2 separate regions of the Mus musculus genome follow, and region 2 is linked to region 1. Evidence: chromatin contacts called from public HiChIP or PLAC-seq data. All regions are on one chromosome and are shown on one strand. The core of a region is the stretch at or near the end of the contact, and the rest is flanking DNA. Distances in the headings are between cores, read along the strand shown.

Region 1 (3,978 bases), core at 702-3,201:
AAAAAAAAAAGAGTACTGAAATGTATAATCCTTTGATCTCTACTTGTTTGTAACCTAATGTGAAAGCTAGACAAATATCTCCTCACAAAGACACAGAGAAGTGCTTTGATGGAAGAGCCACGGGACTACAAGATGAGACCAAACAGAACTACAACTCTCTTAGTACCTAATAAAGGGAAGGCTGTGTGTGTGGGTCCTGAGTGTGAAAGTGAGAACCAGTCTCAAAATAAAAAACAGAAAAGGGAGTTGGTAATGTAGTCTCTAGTAGTATGGTATTTGTCTAGCATGTGGGAGGCCTTGGCTTGGCTTCCAGTACTGGGGGAGTAAAAACAGTACTGCTTCAAAATTTAAAACTTCCGCCTCAAAGACACAATCAACAGAATGATAGGCAACCAGGCAAGTGAGAAAAATGCCTGCAAACACCTGCTATGGGTACTGAGGAGACAGATGTGTGTGTGTGTGTGTGTGTGTATGTGTGTGTGTGTGTGTGTGTGTGTGTGTGTGTGTGCGCGTGTGTATCAGCATTAATGGTATAGCGGCCAGCAAAGTTGCCTTTCAAGAATATATCAAGAACTATAACTCAATAACAGAATCTACTTACACGAGCAAAGGACTTAAATGGATATTAGATGACTACCTAAAAAATGGGTAGTCAGTTAAGCACATTAACCAAATATTAGAGGAAATGAAAATCACAACAGGGAGTGTCATCTCACACGCATTAGAATAACTAGTACCAAAGACAAGAGTTGGTGATGACAGGTGACTAGAAAATGGTATAGCAAATACAGAACATGCCAACTCCTCAAAAAGTTTAAAGAATAATCAAATGACCCAAAAATCCACTACTGGAGATACAGTCCCAAGAACTGAACACAGGACCTCCGAAGGATGTCTATATATTCATATTCAAAACAGCCTTATTTCCGAGAGTGGAGCTGTCCAAGTCCTCAGAGGCACTGGACCAGTCAAATTCACAGTGGCATGAGGAGTTATGGTTTAATGCATACAAAGTTTTGCAAGATGAAAAACATTTGCGGATGGAGTCATGGTGGCCCAACAACAGCCATACAACGACTAATCTTCACTGAGATTGCACAGAGAAAGAATTCTAACTTAGTCTTAACACACACACACAATACTACTGGATCCCAAATTAAACCTAAGAAACAATGTGAAACACAGTTTAAACAGTCGCAGCCAGCTCAGCTGGGGCCGCCCACAGATCTGGTAAGAGTAAAATGGGAACCGCACAGATGGTAAGCCACCACTCTCCAGGCAGTGTAGGACTGTAGCCCAAAGTTGGTGGAATAGGCGGGTTGAGCAGGGAGTTGAGGGAAGCAGTGGAAACTGCAATTGGAGGCTTCTTCGCGGTTAACGGGGACTTCTGAGGTTTAGGAATTAAAGCTAGTTGTTATTGTAATAATTTAGGTCGAAATCTACTAAGGCTGAAAGGGGACAGCTCAGACCGGTACACTGTATGGTACTGAGCGCTGTGTTTCAGGACGTTTTCCCAAGTGTTCTTCCTGGCATGACCCCCAAGGCGCAGAGGACAGAGGACGAGAGGGTGAAGGACCGAAGTCACCCTACTACGTGTGGGGCTCCAACTAGTTCCCATTCTCCGCTTGTGCGCCCTTCGCCCATTGCACGTAACTGGGTCCTGCGAGCTGGGACCTTTCGTCTCGAGGCGGGCCAGGCAGCTGAGGGCTACAGGGGAGCCGGGGAGCACCAGGAGGGGCGGTCCCCAGCACGCTGCCCCCACCCCGCACGGAGGACCACGCCCTCCACTCCGTACCCTTGATAATGAGGTGCGCCGCACCCGGAGTCCCCAGTGAGTCCCGCTTCTTGCCGCCCTGGGCGGCGTCGCACGCTACAGGGGTCTCGGTGCCTCCGCCACTCATCCCGACCAGTTCCGCCCACCCGCGGCGTCCACGGCGCAGGCACGGACCTTTAGGGAGAGAGACGCTCTGGTGTTACGTCATCACAGGGCGTCGGAGTCGTTGGGTTCGGGGAAGGCGCCGGGAGTGTAGCCGATGCGGCCATGCTGGATGAGGGCAGATGATCTGCGTATGGGAGGTGTTTGAAAATTACTTGTTTCTCGGTTATCCCATCCTACGCCGGTAGGAACTAAACTCACTATGGTTGGAGCAAGGCGCGGCGAGCAGAAGAATAACAGTAGTAGTATATACATAGTTTCTACATTGTTACTGGCCACCACTATTTTATAAAGCATTTTGACATGTATTGTCACCTTAGGGTCATCATAGCAACCTGAGGAGACAGATCATAATTTTTTTAACAAATAAAGCAACACGGTTAGAGGTTAAGAAACTCGTTTTTGTTTTGTTTAGGTTTTTTGTTGTTGCTTGGTTGGGTGTTTGAGATGGTCTCCCTAAATTAGACTAATAAGTGCTGACATTTGATATATTCCATAATGTTCATTTTCTCAACAAATTGTCATGCTTCAAAGAGAGCAATGCACGGCCTCCCAGTGGTTTTTACCTCCTCATCATCCAGGGGTTCTTCCTTAGGACTCAGCTGTGACCGCTTCCTCCGCTACTCTCTTCTGAACAATGAACAATGTCATCCTAAAGGGTCTTAGTCCAGTCTGAAGGAGGAACGTAAAGCGACATAAACGGCAGGAAGAGGAATCGTTCCATACCTGTGGATACTAGCTGTTGAGGGGATCAGGAAAGACTTCCCAGAAAAGACCAGTGTTTGTCTCCAGTCTTGAAGTGAGACATGGAGAGAATAACTAGGTGAAGCAGGAATTGGGGGATTATCGCAGAAGAAATGGTAAACCCCCAAAGGAGGACAAATAAAAAATTTAATTTCCTAGCTTTTTAATCAATATGTAGAAATCATAGTTTTCAAAGACATTTGTTATTCTCCTCACTTCCAAGAAATTTCATATTCATTTTTCTGCATTGTAGAAAAAAATTTCTTTCCCTTTGCATAATTTCCTTTATGACTGTGCACCATGAAGACTCACTACAATATGTGAAATTGAATGCTTTTCTTACATTAATGTGGCTGTTTGTTTTTTTTTTTAAATGTTGATTCTGGATTTCACCTCTGAAATTTGCCAACTCTGTGTTGTGATAAAGAAATTCTAGTTGCCATAATTAACACTTTGGAAATAGAATTGGGTCTTCAGATAGTTTCCAATAAAGCGTCAGCGAAGGCAAAGAAGCCGGAACCTGAGCTCTCTGGATCCCAGCATTCCTGCCCTCCGGCAAGGACATTCTTGGAAGCACGGCTTGGGAATTCCTGCTCTATTTCACCAGTTTCTACTTCCTGTTCTCACCAATACATTGTTACTTCTGGAATAGCAACAAGAAGACAAGGCCAGTACTCAGTACCGATTTGCAGTTACGGCTGACTTATGATACCTGTCATCAACAATGTGACATTTAAAAAATACTTTCTATGACTGAATCTGCGAACACAGACTCGAACAAGGGCTGACTTAGGAAAATCTCCATTTTCAGATGAAGAGACCTAAGGTCAGAAGGGCCACAGCAGTTCCTGCCTTCTCAGTAGAGACATGCCACATGATGGATTGTGAGGATTAATGTCATGTTTTAAGTTTAAATTACTGTGCTTAAAACATTAGAATTATAAAACAAAAAGGCCTGTAAGCCTCCCTTGCCCAAGGAATAACTTCCAGAAATAACTTCCTGGAATCCTTGGGGCTGTTATCCATGTAAGATAACAAATCACGTTTTGCTTCTTCCAACAAGCCTAATTACCCAAACTGCACAGGCTATGCTTGATCACACATAGGTGGGAGGTGTATAGACAGTAAGTCCGTCAGAATAGATGTTTGCTCCTAACCGTACACAGCCCTGTGGGTTTTGCTTTTATAAGCCTCTGACTAAGGTAATTCACTAACATTCTCTAGGCATCCCTGGTATGGACCGGCCCAGTGTCCATTATCCTGGCCAGTATTATAATAAAACTAGCCTCAAATTTTGA
Region 2 (3,978 bases), core at 469-2,968, 2.1 Mb after region 1:
AAAGAGAGGCAGAGAGAGAGAGACAGAGAAAGAGAGAGAGAAAGGCAGAGAGAGAGAGAGAGAGAGAGAGAGAAGAGAAGAGAAGAGAAGAGAAGAGAAGAGAAGAGAAGAGAAGAGAAGAGAAGAGAAATCCCTAACCCTTGGTTTAAAGACAATATTCATTTATTGCTCGAAGGATGCTTTTAAGGGAGGACAGTGAACTCAAATAAACTTTATTTTTCTCCCCATGATACCATAGAAGGATTATCAAATCACTCCAGTTTAAGAAATTTTTTTCCAATCTCCCAATATCACTGATTTTTTTCCTGTCAGTTCAATGAAAAGCTAAATGTAATACTAATTATATATAAATTTTTATTTTACCTTAAAAATGTTTTTGTTCAGCTGTTTCATTATAATCGTTTAACATGCTACCACGGGGCTAAATCCATGAATTGGAGAAAAGGGGTGGGGAGGGGGAGTCTTACCCAAACCTTGGATTTCTAAGTAAAACCACATGAAGAACTAACAGGGAGGATCCAAAGCCCACTAAACAGGAGGTAAACGAGATCACCAGATAAATAAAAAAAGGTTTAAAACAGACTCACCATATTTACAAATCCCATTAAATTACACATAAATAAATATATACAGAGACGTGAACACTGATTCCCTTATAGAATTGTGGATTGTGTCATCAGAGGAAGTTCAAGTGGGTGGTTGTACCTTGCAGAAGACAACTTCTACAACTGAAGACAGGACATAGAACTTCTGTATTTGTGTTCAAGTTTATTCACAATACTGATAAAAAATGTCATTATCCTCTTTGCCTTTTTTTTTAAAAGTATGGCTACAATCTGAAGTACGCAAGGGAAGGCGATGAGTTAGTCCCATGAAGCTCATATACTTTTTAAATTTTTTAACGTCCTTTTTAAAAAAAAAAAGTTTTAATGTTTGTTGTCGATTTGATTAAAAAAAAAAAAGGTTCACAAACGCGACAGAACTTTTCTTTGCTGGCTTCACGACCTGTTCTGTTCTCTTAGGCTCCACACGAGGGTAAAGGGGGTGTTGGTACTGATGGGGAAGTTGAGGCAAGGCGCTGAGTAGGCAGCGGCTGCCCCACTGGCAGTCGAGAGAGCAATCCGGAGGACTCCGGGGACGAAGGGCGGCGCGGCAACGCAGAGTAGCAGCAGCAGTAGGAGTGGCTGGTCCCGGAGCTGTCACCTGCCGGGTGGGGGAGGGGCGAGTGGGGGGACGCGGGCCGGTGAGGCGGGCGGGGGCGGGGCGGGAGGAGAGCCTCACTTTCTGTGTTTCTCTTCTTTGTCACTGCTTTTGGCGCTGTTGTCCGTGTGGCTGTTGGGGTTGTTGCTGAGGTACATTTTGTCCATGGCCTTGAGGGCCTCGGTGAGATAGTTCTGCAGGGCCGTAACCGCTGCACACACCGCCGGGCTGCCGAAGCCATGGGAGATGAGGTTGAAGTGGGTCAAGCAACTCTGGATGCCAGGCTCCAGGATAGGATTGGGCCGCGAGTTCCCCAGGGGAGATCGGTCCTGAGCCAGCAGGTCAGTGAACTCTTTGCAGATCTGTCTGCAGTGGAACAGAGACAGAAGTGAAAGCTCCCATCAGGCCTTAGTGGTAGTGAGAAACCATCGCTCCCTGAAGTTACCTCAGCCATCCAGCCCACCTTCCCCCACTCAGGACTCAAGGCCAGTCACTCAGAATAACAAAGCCTGTCACTTCTAAACCAACACTCCTCCCTTAAATGAATACCCTTCCTACTTCAAAAAGACCTCCCCTTCTCTCCCCACCTCCAACCCTCAGCCCTGACAAACTTCTGCCTACACCTTTCTCACAGCAAACACCCTGAACACAGGAAAGCATTTCACAGGCAAAGAAAAGTTACACCGGAAGTGAAAAACACAAGTATCCCTCTTCAGTATTCTAGAAATGCCAGGCTTGTTCTTCAAAATATCACCAGAGCCTGCTCCCCACATCCCTAAAGGAACCACAATAAAAGCTGGTGGAATGGGGTCTCCTCTCATTCACCTTCAAACCAGATGAGACTTGAATTTAGGCAGAAAGGCAAACTTTGCTTTTTCAAAACAACAGCAGGCCCCGGGGAGAGAACTCACACTTGACCACACCACACACACACACACACACACACACACACACACACACACACAAGGATCTGCCTTTGGATGCTCAGAATTTATGTAAGAATCTAGCTTGGAGGCTTATGTCTTTAACCCCAGCGCTGGATCAGAGAGATAGTGGGATCTCTCTGATTTGCTGGGCAGCCATTTTAGTCCAAATAGTGAGCTCTGGGGTCAGTGACAGACTGTCTCTAAGACTAAAGTGGGGAGCCATAGAGAGAGCTACCTCAGCACACAGGAAGTTTGTCTGGTCCTGGAAGCCAGCAGTAGCAGAGGCCTTCCTGAGGTTGCTACAGCCCATGGAGGGAGGGTGTGTGTGTGTGTGTGTGTGTGTGTGTGTGTGTGTGTGTGTGTGTGTGTATAAGCCTATCACTAGGCCAGAAACTGTCCCACACAAGGCCTCTCTCTGCCTCTTAACTCTCTGCTGCGGTGCCCTTCGGTGACACCAGCTTTTGATAATTGAGGACTTCTAAACAAGCCTTTTAATTTCCAGCAAACATATCAAGACAGTCATTTTTCTTTTCAACCTAGAGAAGTCAATTCAGCCCAGGCACTTTGGGAATATAACTTGGGCCATCTTGAAACCCTGAGATGATAGCTTGCCAGTTAACTAAAACTTACAGAGTTACATAGTATACATAGTATAGTATAACTATGTAACTCTGTCTCTGAGTCTCTCTCTCTCTCTCTCTCTCTCTCTCTCTCTCTGTGTGTGTGTGTGTGTGTGTGTGTGTGTGTGTAAGAGAGAGAGAGGATAGAAACTGGGATTAGAGGTAAGAGTAGAGCTGTTGCTGGACGGCACATTTTGTAGGCCGAGTTAGCCTCTGCCTTTCAGAACACAGTGATAGAGAGAAAACCCAGGCAAGCCTAGTTGGTAGCCCTGTGAGGATTTGATTCTGACTTTTTCTGAAGCAACACAAATCCATACTCTTTCAGTGAAACCCCCGGCTGCAAACCACACACATCCACATTCATTTAAAAGTCAACACAGAAAGAGACAGACTTTAGGAAGAACACAGAAAACACAGGGACAATCCCACTCTGGTTCCTTTGTGACACAGACTGCGCTCACTTCGACACTGGTGCCCTGATTTCAGTATTCACAGCAAAGCCGATCAACAAGAAAGGAAGATGGGGGTGGGGGGTGGGGGGAGCAGGAGCTAATTTCTGTTTCTTTTGACAGTGAACAGCCCAGACCCTGCAGAGGTAAATGCCTTACTTTGTGGCCAGGAGCATGTTTTTTCTTGCCACTTGCTCATTGGGATCGGAATGTTGTCGGTTGAGAAATTCTGCTACTGCTTTGGCAGGAAATTCAGTTTCGCACACGTACCCAAAGTCCCTGGCTAGGTGGACGGCTTCTCCTGGCAAGAGGTGGAGGAGGGAAGTGAGGGCCAGAGAACCACGGACTTGGGATCAAAGTTTCCCCTCCACACCCAACTCCCTAAACTTTCTTCACCAAAAGTTGGAAGGAACAGAAACCACTTGTTTCCTTTCTTTAGACTTTTCTTCTTCTCTGTGCGATCCAGAGAGCAAACTCAGCAGTGCCTAGCTGGCTTACAAGGCCAAGAGGGTTTGAAAATGTTAATCTCGCCCATCCCCACCCCCACCCCCATCCCCGACTGCAGTTTCCTCGACTTCTGTTTGAAAATGGCTGCCCTGTTCCACCCTCACACCTATCAACACACCCATCAGTGGCGCTTCCTAATCACTCCTTGAGCATTTCAGCAGGCGAACAACCGAGAAAGTTTACATTTTAACTTGATCACATACAATTATCTGTTCATCCAAGCCGATTAACCAAGAGGATTTGAGGGTCACTCCACTGAGTCTGTCTGTGTTGTTG

The links. HiChIP or PLAC-seq counts read pairs in DNA pulled down with a chosen protein or histone mark.
Region 2: a contact with region 1 is called in an H3K27ac HiChIP or PLAC-seq map of embryonic stem cells, with 8 times the contacts expected there. The contact joins the enhancer-like site here to the promoter of Bloc1s5 in region 1. A contact is called at or near these places in 2 of 484 Hi-C or Micro-C datasets (CD4 T cells and the G1E-ER4 cell line), 3 of 115 datasets of contacts at active chromatin or transcription factors (embryonic forebrain, embryonic stem cells and large pre-B cells) and 1 of 9 other capture datasets (embryonic tail).

Annotation. Positions count from the first base shown.
Region 1 is chr13:38,633,141-38,637,118 of GRCm38.p6, forward strand. Bloc1s5 (biogenesis of lysosomal organelles complex-1, subunit 5, muted) reads right to left here and starts at 1,952. Exons shown (of 5, transcript NM_139063.3): 1 at 1,796-1,952. The coding sequence starts at 1,901.
Region 2 is chr13:40,715,838-40,719,815 of GRCm38.p6, forward strand. It overlaps Tfap2a (transcription factor AP-2, alpha), which reads right to left. Exons shown (of 7, transcript NM_011547.5): 6 at 3,355-3,496; 7 at 1-1,566. The coding sequence ends at 1,278. Among named protein-coding and RNA genes, the nearest start is that of Gm26688, 10 kb to the right of the region's middle. Within about 2 kb of position 1,719, at least 15 of the 459 cell types and tissues checked have an H3K27ac peak or open chromatin away from gene starts, as enhancers often do. A contact at or near this core is called in embryonic stem cells, where this site is marked.